Linked DNA regions of Mus musculus: region 1 is linked to region 2. Evidence: chromatin contacts called from public Hi-C data. All regions are on one chromosome and are shown on one strand. Each heading gives the region's core, a stretch centred on a gene start, on an enhancer-like site or on the middle of the called end of the contact. The rest is flanking DNA. Distances are from core to core; before and after follow the strand shown.

The links. Hi-C and Micro-C count contacts between places; a contact is called where the count stands out from the background.
Region 1: a contact with region 2 is called in a Hi-C map of liver, with 2.0 times the contacts expected there. The contact joins the enhancer-like site here to the promoter of Ugt2a3 in region 2. A contact is called at or near these places in 1 of 39 promoter capture datasets (liver), 5 of 484 Hi-C or Micro-C datasets (the AML12 cell line, liver, nephron progenitors and 1 more) and 2 of 115 datasets of contacts at active chromatin or transcription factors (intestinal crypt epithelium and intestinal villus epithelium).

The regions. Positions count from the first base shown.
Region 1 is chr5:87,392,915-87,400,743 of GRCm38.p6, reverse strand. It overlaps the pseudogene Gm2439. Among named protein-coding and RNA genes, the nearest start is that of Ugt2b38, 27 kb to the left of the region's middle. Within about 2 kb of position 3,548, at least 5 of the 459 cell types and tissues checked have an H3K27ac peak or open chromatin away from gene starts, as enhancers often do. A contact at or near this core is called in intestinal villus epithelium and liver, where this site is marked.
Region 2 is chr5:87,332,336-87,339,603 of GRCm38.p6, reverse strand. Ugt2a3 (UDP glucuronosyltransferase 2 family, polypeptide A3) reads left to right here and starts at 2,409. Exons shown (of 6, transcript NM_028094.3): 1 at 2,409-3,161. The coding sequence starts at 2,441.

The DNA.
Region 1 (7,829 bases), core at 2,299-4,798, 60 kb before region 2:
AAGAAATATCTAAAGGAAATGTAGAGATGGGTACTGCCCTTATGATCATCATTATGCAAAAGAAAACAAGAATCACAGGACTCTGCTTCTAATCAGTCAGAGTGAAAATCCTACCATTCAAGGAAGAAATAAAATATGAGTCAAAGAGATTCTGATGTGAAAAAGAGTCAGATGAATTACTTCATACAGAACACCAAAAGTAGTTTTCTAGATATTGTTTTAGAATATTTATTTAGTTGAAAACCATCTCCTTAATCACCTACAATTTTTTAAAATGATCCTTAATTGTATCAGTCTCAAAGGAAGTTTATTGTAGACATATAGATAATGATCTTTTTATGAGATTGGTCTGAGAATTCTAGCATTAGCGCCATGGGCTGGTAAAGCATCATCAGCCTGGGGTTGGAACTGTTTTTTCTGTAGCAGAAAATTCTGACTTCTAGAGTAAAGTCTTTGAAACTTGTCATAAGAACTACATAACCAACATAGGTCACAAAGTAGTGTTTTAGATTTTTGAGGTTTTTTTTTTTCAATAGCCATATCACTTGTGATTCTCAATTTGTTTTCAATAGACTGTAAAAAAATGTTTTGCAGAGAGTAGTATACTCATCAGTATCTGAATCAGTTCCATTAAGGCACAGAATAAGGTAATAATTTCAGAACTCCCTGGCAAACCTCATAGAATGAAGTATATCCTGCATGTTTAACATATATTTGCTATATTTAATGAATTATATCTAACCATCAGAGATGGCTCAGTGCATAAAATGTTTTCAATGCATTATAAGCAGCTCAGTTTGAATGTTTCTAATCTACATGACCTTAGATATGGTATTGTATGTCTCTATCCCAATAATACTGTCATAATGAGAAGGCATAAATAGGAGAATTCCTGAAGCTTTGTGGACCACCAGTGAGAAAAAAAAATACAGAGAACAAGAAATTCTGTCTCTATCAGGAAATACATTTCAATTAAACATCTGAGATAGTCTTCTCAATGTCACCAACTCACTTTGGTACACATAAACATACATTTGCACACATCAAATGTCTCATCTATGCTTCAACAGAACACAGAGGGAGTGAGGCAGACAAAAAGTTAAGAAATGGAGGAAGTAACAAATCTCAGTGATAATTACAAAAACGAGAATGCTCAATTAAATTTTATGTGCAAATTTTCCTGCCCTTACTGAGTAGAAATACACAGATCAGTATTACTATTCTTAGAATCCCAAAGCAAAATTGATTTTTCATGAAGAGTTAATAATTATAGAGTTTTGAATTCATGTAAATGAAAAGCAACATGTACAAAATCTGTGCAACATGGAAACAAACCAAATCTGAGCATGGAGAGAGGAGAGGGGCACTTGGTCCACACCACACAGAGCCTTGGACTCTTGACATCTGTTCACTTATAGGAGGAGAAGGGTGCAGCTCCTGCGAAGTCAACTACTATCTACTGAAGGACCGCATACACAAGAATATTTGGAATGTGCAAATCAGTCTTGAAGTTGTTGGGTTTCTTTCTCTTTTTTTGAAGGGTACTTAGTTGGGTTGGTAAGGAAGATGATGATTTACAGATTATGGTAAGAAGGAATGAATTTTAAGAAGCACGTTATATGAAATTCTAAAGAGAAATGCAAAAACAAAGAGAAATATCAGTTTCTCTTGGTGTGATCACAGTCATCATTGGAACAGCAAGTTGAATCCCAGGGTAGGGGTGATGCCTGCATGTTCTGAACCATTAGTCCACAACAATAGCTCTACAAAGGGTGTGTGTCCATTAAGGTGAAGTTGGCATAGCAGGTTTAATATTTGCATTTAAATCCTACCCTGCCACCACTCCAGAGGAAGTGGAAGATGAACGCCAAAAGCAATACCCAACTTTATTCAGATAATCAAATAAAGTATACTCTGAGGGTTAAACAAAGATTTTTTTTTTGAGATGAGCTTTTTTTTTCAATTTTTTAATTAGATATTTTCTTCATTTACATTTCAAATGCTATCCTGAAAGTTCCATATACCCCCCCCCCTGCCCTGCTCCCCTACCCACCCACACCCACTTCTTGGCCCTGGTGTTCCCCTCTACTGGGGCATATAAAGTTTGCAAGACCAAGGGGCCTCTCTTCCCAATGATGGCCAACTAGGCCATCTTCTGCTACATATGCAGCTAGAGACACGAGCTCTGGGGGGTACTGGTTAATTCATATTGTTTCTCCTCCTATAGGTTTGCAGACCCCTTTAGATCCTTGGGTTTTTCTCTAGCTCCACAATTGGGGAGGTGTTCCATCCAATAGATGACAATGAGCATCCACTTCTGAATTTGCCAGGCACTGTCATAGCCTCACAAGAGACAATTATATCAGGGTCCTTTCAGCTAAATTTTGCTGGCATATGCAATAGAGTCTGCATTTGGTGGCTGATTATGGGATGGATCCCCGGGTGGGGCAGTCTCTGGATGATCCATCCTTTCATGTCAGTTCCAAACTTTGTCTCTGTAACTCCTTCCATGGGTATTTTGTTCGCTTATCTAAGTAGGAATGAAGTATCCATGCATTGGACTTCCTTCTTGATTTTCTTGTGTTTTGCAAATTGTATCTTGGGTATTCTAAGTTTCTGGTCTAATATCCACTTACCAGTGAGTACATATGAAGTGAATTCTTTTGTGATTGGGTTACCTCACTCAGAATGATATTTTATATTTCTATCCATGTGCCTAAGAATTTCATAAATTCATTGTTTTTAATATCTGAGTAGTACTCCATTGTGTAAAGGAAGCACACTATCTATATCCATTCCTTTGTTGAGGGACAACTGGAATCTTTCCAGCTTCTGGCTATTATAAGTGAGGATGCTATCATCATAGTGGAGCATGTTCCATTATTACATGTTGGAGCATTTTCTGGGGAAATGCCCAGGAGAGGTATTGCTGGGTCGTCAGTTAGCACTATGTTCAATTTTCTGAGTAACCACCAAACTGATTTCCAGAGTGGTTGAACTAGCTTGCAATTCCACCAACAATAGAGGAGTGTTCCTCTTTCTCCACATCCTCACCAGCATCTGACTGCACCTGAGTTTTTGATCTTAGACATTCTGACTGCTATGAGGTGGAATCTCAGGGTTGTTCCGGTTTGCATTTCCCTGATGACTAAGGATGTTGGACATTTCTTTAGGTGCTTTTCAGCCATTCAGTATTCCTCAGTGGAAAATTCTTTGTTTAGCTCTGTACCCAATTTTTGATAGGGTTATTTGGTTCTCTGGAGTCTCACTTCTTGAGTTCTTTGTATATATTGGATATTAGCCTTCTATCAGATGTAGGGTTGGTAAACATCTTTTCTCAATCTCTTGGTTGCCATTTTGCCCTATTGACAGTGTCCTTTGCCTTACAGAAGCTTTGCATTTTTATGAGGTCCCATTTGTCAATTATTGATCTTAGAGCATAAGCTATTGATTTTCTGATCAGGAAATTTTTCCCTGCGCCTAGGTCTTCAATGTTTTTTCCCACTTTCTCTTCTATTAGTTTCAGTGTATGTGGTTTTACAAGGAGGTCACTGATTAACTTAGACTTGAACTTTGTACAAGGAGATAAGAGTATATCAATTTGTGTTCTTTCACATGCTAACCGGCAGTTGAACCGGCACCATTTGTTGAAAAAGCTGTCTTTTTTCCACTGGATGGTTTTACTCCTTTTTCAAAGATCAGATGACCATAGATCTGTGTGTTCATTTCTGGGTCTTCAATGCTATTGCACTGATCTACCCGCCTGCTACTGTACCAATACCATGCAGTTTTATTGCAATTGCTCTGTATTACAGTTTGAGATCAGGGATGGTGAATCCACCAGAAGTTCTCTTATTGTTGAGAATAGTTTTCTATATACTAGGATTTTTGTTATACCAGATGAATTTGCAAATTGCTCTTTCTGACTCCATGAAGAATTGAGTTGTAATTTTGATAGGGGTGCACTGAATCTGTAGATTGATTTCCACAAGATAGACATTTTTACTATATTAATCCTGCCAATCCATGAGCATCTGAGATCTTTCCATCTTCTGATACCTTCTTCGATTTCTTTCTTCAGAGTCTTGAAGTTCTTGTCATATAGATCATTTACTTGCTTAGTTAGAGTCACACCAAGGTATTTTATATTATTTGTGACTATTGTGAAGGGTGTTTTTTTTCCTAATTTCATTCTTACTCAGTTTATCCTTTGACTAGGGAAAGGACACTTCTTTGTTTGAGTTAATTTTATATCCAGCTACTTTCCTGAAGCTATTTATCAGGTTGAGTTCTCTGGTGGAATTTTTGAGGTCACTTAAGTATACTATCATATTATCTGCAAATAGAGGTATTTTGCCTTCTTTCTTTCCATTTTATATCCCTTTGATCTCCTTTTGTTGTCTAATTGCTCTGCCTAGGGTTTTGAGTACTATATTGAACAGGTAGGAAAAGAGTATGCAGCCTTGTCTAGTCCCTGATTTAGTGGGATTGCTTCAAGTTTCTCTCCATTTAGTTTGATGTTGACTTCTGGTTTGCTGTATATTGCTTTTACTATGTTTATGTATGGGCCTTGAATTCCTGATCTTTTCAAGATTTTTTATCATGAATGGGTGTTTAGTTTTGTCAAATGCTTTCTCATCATCTAATGAAATGCTAGTTTGTTTCTTTTCTTTGAATTTGTTTATATAGTGGATTACATTGATGCATTTTCATATATTGAACCATAGCTGCATCCCTCGGATGACGCCTACTTGATCATGATGGATGATCTTTTTGATGTATTCTTGGATTTGGTTTGTGAGAATTTTATTGAGTATTTTTACATTGATATTTATAAGGGAAATTGGTCTGAAGTTCTCTTTCTTTGTTGAGTGTTTGTGTCGTTTAGATGTCAGAATAATTGTGGCTTCACAGAATGAGTTGGGTAGAGTAACTTTTGATTCTATTTTGTGGAATAATTTTTTTGTTTGTTTGTTTGTTTTTTTGAGACAGGATTTCTCTGTATAGCCCTGGCTGTCCTGGAACTCACTCTGTAGATCTGACTGGCCTTGAACTCAGAAATCTGCCTGCCTCTGCCTCCCAAGTGCTGGGATTAAAGGTGTGTGCCACCACTGTCCGGCATTGGGGAATAATTTAAGGAGTATTTGTATTAGGTCTTTTTTGAAGGTCTGATAAAACTCTGTATTAAACCCACCTGATCCTGGGCTTTTTGGTTGGGAGACTATTAATGATTATTTCTATTTCTTTAGGGGATATGGGACTGCTTATATTGTTTATCTGATCCTGGTTTAACTTTGGTGCCTGGAATCTATCTAGAATATTGTCTATTTCATCCAGATTTTCCAGTTTTGTTGAGTATAGCCTTTTGTAGTAAGATCTGATGAATTTTTTTTATTTCTTCTTTTCTGTTGTTTTATCTTCCTTTTCATTTCTATTATTTTAAATTAGGTTCCTGTTGCTGTGCCCTCTGCTTAGTCTAGGAAAAGGGTTTATCTATCGTCTTGATTTTCTCAAAGAGCCAGCTCCTCATTTTGTTGACACTTTGTATTGCTCTTTCTGTTTCTACTTGGTTGATTTCAGCCCTGGCTTTGATTATTTCCTGTCATCTACTCCTCTTGGGTGTATTTGCTTGTTTTTCTTCTAGAGCTTTCACATGTTCTGCAAAGCTGCTAGTGTATGCTTCGTCGAGGTTTTATTTATTTATTTATTTATTTATCTATTTATTTATTTATTTATTTATTTAGGTTTGGTTTGGTTTGTATGTTTGTTTTGGTTTGGTTTGAGTTTCTCAGAGCTATGAGTGTTCCTCTTAGCACTGCCTTCATTGTGTCCTATACGTTTGGGAATGTTGTATCTTCATTTTCATTAAATTCTGAAAATTCTTTAGTTCCTTTTGTTATTTCTTCCTTGACCAAGTTATCATTGAGCAGAGCCTTTTTCAGCATCCATGTGTATGTTTGCTTTTTGTTGTTTTCCTTCTTATTGAAGATTGGTCTTAATCTGTAATCATCTGATAGGAGGCATAGGATTATTTCAATCTTCTTATATCTCTTGCAGTCTGATTTGTGATGGATTATATGGTCAATTTTGGAGAAGGTACCATGAGGTACTGAGAAGAACGTATATACTTGTGATTTACGATGAAATGTTCTATAGATATCTTTCAAATTCATTTGGTCCAATACTTCTGTTACTTTCACTGTGTCTAGTTTTAGTTTGTGTTTCCCTGATCTGTCAATTGCTGAGAGTGGGGTGTTGAAGTCCCAAAAATTATTGTGTGAGGTATGTGTACTTTTAGCTTTTGTAAAGTTTCTTTTATGAATATGGGTGCCCTTGCATTTGGAGCATATATGTTCAGAATTGAGGGTTCTTCTTGGTAGATTTTTCCTTTGATGTATATCCTTCCTTATCCCTTTTGATGACTTTTGGTTGAATGTCAATTTTGTCCAATATGGATACTCCTGCTTATTTCTTGGGACTATTTGCTTGGAAAATTGTTTTCTAGCCCTTTACTCAAAGGTAGAGTTTGTCTTTGACAATGAGGTGCATTTCCTGTATGCAGCAAAATGATGGGTCCTATTTACATATCCAGTTTGTTAGTCTATGCCTTTTTATTGGGGAATTGAGTCTATTGGTGTTAAGAGATATTAAGGGGTTGCTTTCTGAGCTGTGCTGCCTCCACTGCCTTGTCAACCTGCAGGCCTGTGGAAGTCCCATCAAGCTATACATGTGTGGAGTGAAGTTGGCCATTTTGTGCAAAAAGATACAGTAGCCTAACCTACTAAAGCTTTCATCTCTGCCAAGTCTTGCCAGAGTAGTTGACTCCAGGAAGGCTTTCTAACAGTCCCTGAAGTTGTACTTTCATGCAGTACAGGGAACCCAGCATATGCAAGTGGGTGTGGGCCCTCCCTTGCAAAAACCAACTGTCTGATCTGCTTTTTTAGATTTTCCCCACTGCCAAGGGTTACTTTTTTTTCCAAGAATGGTCAAGTTTTGTTAACCAGCAGAATGCATTGCAGAGCTGTGGATTTTGATACCTGAAATTCAGAACCTAGTACTCCTACTGGTGACTTAGAGGGTTTTAAGCTATCCAAACAATCAGCAGCTTCACGTGATTCTGAGGATTAAAGAGGTCTGCAGGTTGCTATGTTATTCTGCTTGTCTTTGGAGTATTGCTTCATGAAATCCCACTGAGTGTCCAAGATGAGGCTCATTCTGAGGCTGATAATACTCAGGCAAAGCCCTCTACAGACTACTCCAGCCTCCACTTCCCAGAGAAGTACATTACCTTGTTGCACAATGACAGGCATGTTGGTTCTGTGTGCAGGGAGGTTTCCCACTACTGCTGATGTTATGAGAAATCCTGCATACCAGAGTTCAGATTCAGTTTCCCCATTTGCAGTTACATCGACTTGGGATGAACAGACACACTGGAGTCAGCCCAGGACATGTTCTGGAAACAAGCTGACTTTGGATAGTCACAAGAGCAGCTGGAGGAGATAAGAACATTCTGCAAGCCAGAGAGGGCAAGCAACTCAAGTCTGGTTTGCTCTAATCATCTTCAGTATTTTAAAGCTATTGGTCTATACATGGACTTAAGAAACATCAAGAGAAACCATGACAGATTCAAGGAAGTTTTTCTTCAGGGTGGTGAAATTGGAGAATACTGCAAACTTGACAGTCACACACTGGTGTCTGAAGGTCAGCACAAGATCCCTCTGCAATCTTGATTTGTTAAGCTAGAAGGCTACACTCAGCTCAATTCCAAGCCTATAGAAGATGCTAAATGTGACATCGGTGTTGAAAAACCAATATATTTCATAAAATTA
Region 2 (7,268 bases), core at 1,160-3,659:
AGTGAACTGAGAACTTTCAACTCAATTGTTCATAATTCTAACATCGTTTCTCGTTACTGTATGTTCTTCTATTCATTTTCTTTAGTAATCTCTATCTAGTTTCCTTCCTGAAACTCAGCTGGTATATCTCCTATCATTCCATACTTAATTTTAAAATATCACATTTTGTCACAGTTTTTAATGAGCTTAAGGTAAAAAGGTTAAACAAGAATATCCACTACAGATTCAATGCAATCCCCATCTAAATTCCAACTCAATTCTTCACAGAGTTAGAAAGGGTAATTTGCAAATTTATCTGGAATAACAAAAAAAAAAAAAAAAAAAAAAAACCAAGGATAGCAAAAACTCTTTTCAACAATAAAAGAACATCTCAGGGAAACACCATGCCTGACCTCAAGCTGTACTACAGAGCAATTATGATAAAAAACTGCATGGTACTGGTATAGCGACAGACAGGTAGATCAATGGAATAGAATTGAAGACCCAGAAATGAACCCTTGCACCTATAGTGACTTGATCTTTGACAAGGGAGCTAAAACCATCCAGTGGAAAAAAGAAAGTATTTTCAACAAATGATTTTGACACAACTGGTGACTATCATGTAGAAGAATGTGAATTGATCCATTCTTATCTCCTTGTACAAAGCTCAAGTTTAAGTGGATCAAGGAACTACTCATAAAACCAGAGAAACTTAATTTTATAGAGGAGAGAGTAGGGAAATGTCTCGAAGATATGGGCACAGGGGAAAAATTGCTAAACAGAACAGCAGTGGCATGTTCTGTAAGATCAAGAATCGACAAATGGGACCTCATAAAATTGCAAAGCTTCTGTAAGGCAAAAGACACTGTCAATAAGACAAAAAGGCCACCAACAGACTGGAAAGGAATTTTAGGAACCAATCCTAAAGCTGAAAGGTACTAATATTCACCATGTACAAAGAGCTCAAGAAGCTTGACTCCAGAAATTCAAATAACCCCATTAAAAAATGGGGTACAGAGCTAAACAAAGAATTCTCAACTGAGGAATACCGAATGACTGAGAAGCACCTGAAAAGAAAGTTCAACATCCTTAATCATCAGGGAAATGCAAATCAAAGCAACCCTGAGATTATACCTCACACCAGTCAGAATGGCTAGGATCAAAAATTCAGGTGACAGCAGATGCTGGCAAGGATGTGGAGAGAGAGGAACACTCCTCACTTGGTCACAGCAGGACTGCAAGCTTGTACAACTACTCTGGAAATCAGTATGGTGGTTCCTCAAAAAACTGGACATAGTAGCAATTCCTCTCTTGGGCATATACCCAGAAGATGTTCCAACTGGTAAGATGGACACATGCTCTACTATGTTCATAGCAGCCTTATTTTTAATAGCCAGAAGCTGGAAAGAACCCAGATGTCCTCAACAGAAGAATAGATACAGAAAATGTGGTACATTTACACAATGGATTACTACTCAGCTATTAAAAACAATGTATCTTTGAAATTCTTAGGCAAATGGATGTATCTGGAGGATATCATACTGAGTGAGGTAACCCAATCACAAAAGAAGTCACTTTATATGTACTCACTGATAAGTGGATATTAGCCTTGAAACTTAAAATACCCAAGATACAATTTGCAAAATGCAAGAAAATCGAGAAGAAGGAAGACCAACATGTGGATACTTCATTCTTCCTTAGAATAGGGAACGAAATACCCATGGAAGGAGTTACAGAGAAAAAGTTTGGAGGTGAGACAAAAGGATGGACGATCCAGATACTGCACTACCCGGGGATCCATCCCATAATCAGCCACCAAACGCAGACACTCTTGCATATGCCAGCAAGATTTTGCTGAAAGGACTCTGATATAGCTGTCTCGAGTGAGGGTATGTCAGTGCCTGGCAAATACAGAAGTGAATGCTCAGAGTCATCTATTGGATGCAACACAGGGCCCCCATGGAGGAGCTAGAGAAAGTACCCAAGGAGCTGAAGGGGTCTGCAACCCTATAGGTGGAACAACAATATGAACTAACCAGTAGCCCCAGAACTCGTGTCTCTAGCTGCATACGTAGCAAAAGATGGCCTAGTCACCCGAGGCCCCTTGGTCTTGCAAACTTTATATGCCCCAGTACAGGGTAACACCAGGGCCAAGAAGTGGGAATGGTTCGGTAGGGGAGCAGGGTGGGGGGAGGGTATAGGGGACTTTCAGAATAGCATTTGAAATGTAAATGAAAAAAATATCTAGTAAAAATTGAAAATAAAAAAGAATATCCAGCTATTCATAAGGAAATGGTTGTAATCTATATAATATTAGTCTATGGTGTTTTATTGGATAGAACTCTCTTGAGCTCCGTGTCTTTGTAAGTTTAAAAGTTAATAGTTAATTTCTTTCTTATCTAAATTATTACTCAACTGAACAAACCCTCAATCTTTGCGAAACAACTTGAGGAGGCACAATATGGTCTCTGAAAAATGTGTTGCGGCATTTTTTCTGCTGCAGCTTTGCTGGGCCGGCTGTGGATTCTGCAGCAAGGTCCTCGTGTGGCCCTGTGATATGAGCCACTGGCTGAATCTAAAGACTATTCTTGAGGAGCTTGGAGCAAGAGGGCACGAGGTAACAGTCCTGAAATACCCCAGTATCATCATAGATCAGAGTAAACGTATTCCACTGCACTTTGAGAATATTCCTTTGCTGTATGAAATCGAGACAGCTGAGAATCGTTTAAATGAGATTGCAAATCTAGCTGTGAATGTCATTCCAAACCTGTCACTGTGGGAAGCAGCAAAAACATTACAAGACTTCTTTCTTCAAGTAACTGGAGATTTTGAAAGTATTTGTAGGAGTGTATTGTACAACCAGAAATTCATGGACAAGCTACGGGATGCACAATATGATGTAGTGGTTATAGACCCTGTCGTTCCCTGTGGAGAGTTGGTGGCAGAAGTGCTTCAGATCCCTTTCGTATACACACTGAGGTTCAGCATGGGCTACTACATGGAGAAACACTGTGGCCAGCTTCCAATTCCACTCTCGTATGTACCGGTTGTCATGAGTGAGCTGACAGACAATATGACCTTCACAGAGAGGGTGAAAAATATGATGTTTTCACTGTTGTTTGAGTACTGGCTCCAGCAATATGACTTTGCATTCTGGGATCAGTTTTACAGTGAAACCCTAGGTAAGAGTTTTCATACTAAGCTAGTTGTTAAATGTTATTTTAATGCTTAGTAGATGTTTAAAAACAATAACAAGAATACATTTTATAAATTTTGACTTTCGTGTAAAACTCTACATGTGAAAGTAATAAATCACTTATAGATAAAGAATCAGAGAGGCAAAATGAAGTCCTTTTGCTATGTGGTTGTACTCATTAAACTGTTTAATAGTATTTCAAAATTTAAGAGCTCATTATCAGTTCTAAGAGAAGTGATCCACAAATAAATATCAATGGAATGCAACATGATTTTATTTGTTAGATACAAGGAGACAACTAATTCCAGGATGTGAAATGTACATTTTAAAAAATTGTGGGTCTCTTATTGGTAAACAATACACTACTGCAAAAATTAAAAAAAAAAAACTTTTGTGCTCGTAATGATATGAAATATAAATTAATTATATGAGAAATATTCAGTGTGCAATGCATGGTTTTGAATTTTATTACACAATTATTTGCAACCACCGATTATTGGTCTTATATTTATACCATTCTTCTGCTAATTGAGGTGCTTTTTATTTTTATACACGTCACAAATTAAGGGTGAGTCATGGAAGACTGTGGTTAAACTACCTTGGCAATATATTTCAATCAAGAATTGAACTATTAAATATTTTCATGCAATCACCATTTTATCTGTTTGGTGTTTAATATATCATTGAGATTCTTGATAAAAATAAATAAAACTGAATGGAATCTGATAGAGTCAGTCTCAGAGTAATATCAGGTTGAAAGGCAAAAACCAGTCATTCCTAAGAAAACAGAATAAAATTAAAAAAAAAAGTAATTGCTTGTGAAGTGAACATTTTTACTGTATTTTAATCTCTGGAGAAATAGGATTTAGAGATTGATACTCTTTCCATATTTCTGTATTCTACTACCTCAAATATAAACTACTCTAACAAACTTTTCAATATGACAGTGTTAATAGTGAGGTTGTGATGTGACAGAGCAAATTACAGTGCTAATCAGACATAAAAGGGACAGAAAGATCCAAGGTAAATCAATGTGGCCCTCTGCTGCTCTAGTCATGAGTGACACCTTGTCATCTCTTCTCAGCAGGGCCACAACTGAGAGAAGAAAATATCGTCCTGTATGACAGCTACTATTTTCCCTATAATCAAATAATGTGAATTGCCCATCATTTTATGTAAGCTTCATTTATTTAATTGCTAAGGATACTAAACACTTTAAAAGACATTCTTTAGTTGGTTTTGTGTGAGACTTCGGAGAAGTCTCATTCCAGGTCCAGCACTCAAAGTTTTATTTACTTTGATTGTTTTCTTGATGGATTTTTTTATATTCTCGATATTAATATGTTATCTGATATTTAGCTGTAAACTATTCTGAATCAAGATTCTAGGATTCCCCTTCACTCCAGTTCTTCCTCTCCTTTTTGTTTTACAGGTCCCATTTGTCAACTGAAGTGCTTAACTTCGTGTGCTTATCTTTGTAGGATTTGGCCTGTTTTCTCTCATAGTTTCATGTGTTATAATTTTCACATTGAGATTTTTGATGTATTCGGAGATAGTGCAAGGTGACAGATACAGGTTAATTCCACTCTTCTCATGCCAAGTTCTCCCACCATTTGTTGAAGTTGTGTATTTTTGGCATCTTCATAAAAAAGGAAGATGGCTGTAGTTATATGCACTCATGCTTGTGCCTTCCACTCAGCTTCTTACTTTGAATTTGCCTTTGACTGACATCATCCTCAACAGGAATGCTGTAGTTTGATCTGTAGATGGTATCATTAGTTGAATATTGAGGTTATCCTAAAAGTTGAAGGGGGAAAACACAATGTGAGTGTTCTGGCTATATCAGAATCTGCTTTTCAATTCTTGTCATGAACCGTCTGTGCCTTTTGTAATGATACCTGCTTACTGCAATGGAGTAACATAGACACCTTAATTGAACATACTGTAATGCATTTGGTAGACTATAGGCCTACTCTCACACTATGTACCTTTCCAAGAAATTGGAAGTTTCTACAAAAAAAATCAATTAGTAAGCAGCTCAGTGTTGGTGTATCAAACAATCCTTCTCTAATGGCACAAAAAAGGGGAGAAGTTCTAATATTTGGGTAGCAAAGTGCCTAAGTCAGTATTTCTATTCCTGCACAAATATCATGACCAAGAAGCAAGTTGGGGAGGAAAGAATTTATTTACTTTACACATCCAAACAGGTGTTCATCACTAAAGGAAGTCAGGACTGGAACTCAAGCAGGCCAGAAAGCAGTAGCTGATGCAGAGACCACGGAGGGATGTTTCTTACTGGCTTGCTTCCCCTGGCTTGCTCAACTTACTTTCTTATAGAACCCAAGACTACCAGCCCACAAGGAGCCCTCCTCCCTTGACCACTAATTGAGAAAATGCCTTTCAGCTGGATCTCATCGAGGCATTTCCTCAACTGAAGCTCCTTTCTCTGTGATTACTCCAGTTTGTATCAAGCTGACACACAAAATCAGTCAGTACGCAGACTGAGTAACAATCTATGAAGATCTGGTGATCTAAAATTTATAGTTCGTTTAGTGTACAGATTTTCTCCTTTTTAGTATTTATCATTGGGAGACAATGTAAGAAAGTCCATACACAAATCAGGGTACCTGCCACTAGGTGGAGCTGAATTACCATTTGGATACTGTGGACTCTGATGAAAACCCAACACCCAGGACACACCAAGTTTAATTAACCAGAGAAAATTTGTTTATTTGAACTGCAAAATGACCAGCCAGGAATTCACAGACTCAGGAGCTGATACCACTACCAATTCTTCTGGGTGAACAGATTTCAGGCTCGAAAACTATAAACATCATGTGTAAGATAGAATCATAACAAGATAAAACCCCACAAGCAGGTGGGCCATGGAAGATTACACAGAGGAAACAATAGCAGACTAGCTTTGTAGTAATAGGTTTCTGAGTAGGGGTTTTGTAATTGGAATGCAAAAGGAACTGGAAAGGAAAGAGGAGAGAGAGAGAGAGAGAGAGAGAGAGAGAGAGAGAGAAGAGAAGAGAAGAGAAGAGAAGAGAAGAGAAGAGAAGAGAAGAGAAGAGAAGAGAAGAGAAGAGAAGAGAAGAGAAGAGAAGAGAAAAAAGTGAATACATCTGCATTCCATTTCTGTAAGATGCTTTCCATTCAAGCCCTAGCAAATGAGGAAATGGCATAAGATGTCAGGACTCACTCCACATTTCATCCTTTCGATGAACTCTGCTCTGTGACTTGTCCTGTGCAAGATTATATACATCTTTCCTAGTGGGGAGAATGCAATTCACAGTACAGGAAAATATTAGATAGGTTATCATCAATTTTTGGTTGTTAAAGATTCCAGATTCTGTAATTCTTAATAATCACTAAGCAAAAATGATTGTTGCATATACAACACTGGAGTGAACAAATGTATTACTTAATTTAATTTAATTATTTTTATTTTGAGAATTTCATACAAGACTGCTGTATTTAGAGCAAGTCTATCATCTGTGTCTCCTCCAACTCTTCTGATGACATACCCACTCCTTCCAAGTTCCTGACTTCCTTTTAAATTATTTTTGATTCACATATAAGTAAATACACATATATGTACACCACAAACACACACATATACACATGAGTAACCCACTTAGTACATTTAGTATTGCTCATATATTTCCGTGTTTAGGGCTGACTTGGTAGGGGATAACATACATGGAGTTCATTTCTAGAAAAGACTGATGGATCTCCCCCCTTGGTTTCATTTAGAATGGGTCATGGGAGATTTTTCCCATCAATATTGGGAAAAATTGCACCAATTAATATTGGGCCTCCAAAGGTCTGCTTATATCTACATTTATATGTAGATAAAGGTATAGATGCCTAGAATGCACTTAGAAATGAAACAGGTTCAAGAAAGTAGCAGTAGTAGATTTTTCTCTGGTAGACCTCACTAGCCATGAATAGTTGGCTAGGCTTGTAACACAAGATCTAAATTCCGTTACTGAGAAGGTCTTCAGTCCAATTAAACAGTGATTATTGACTAGTAAAGGTGTCATTATTACATTATTGTGGATATCTTGCAAGAGGGACATTGTTGTTC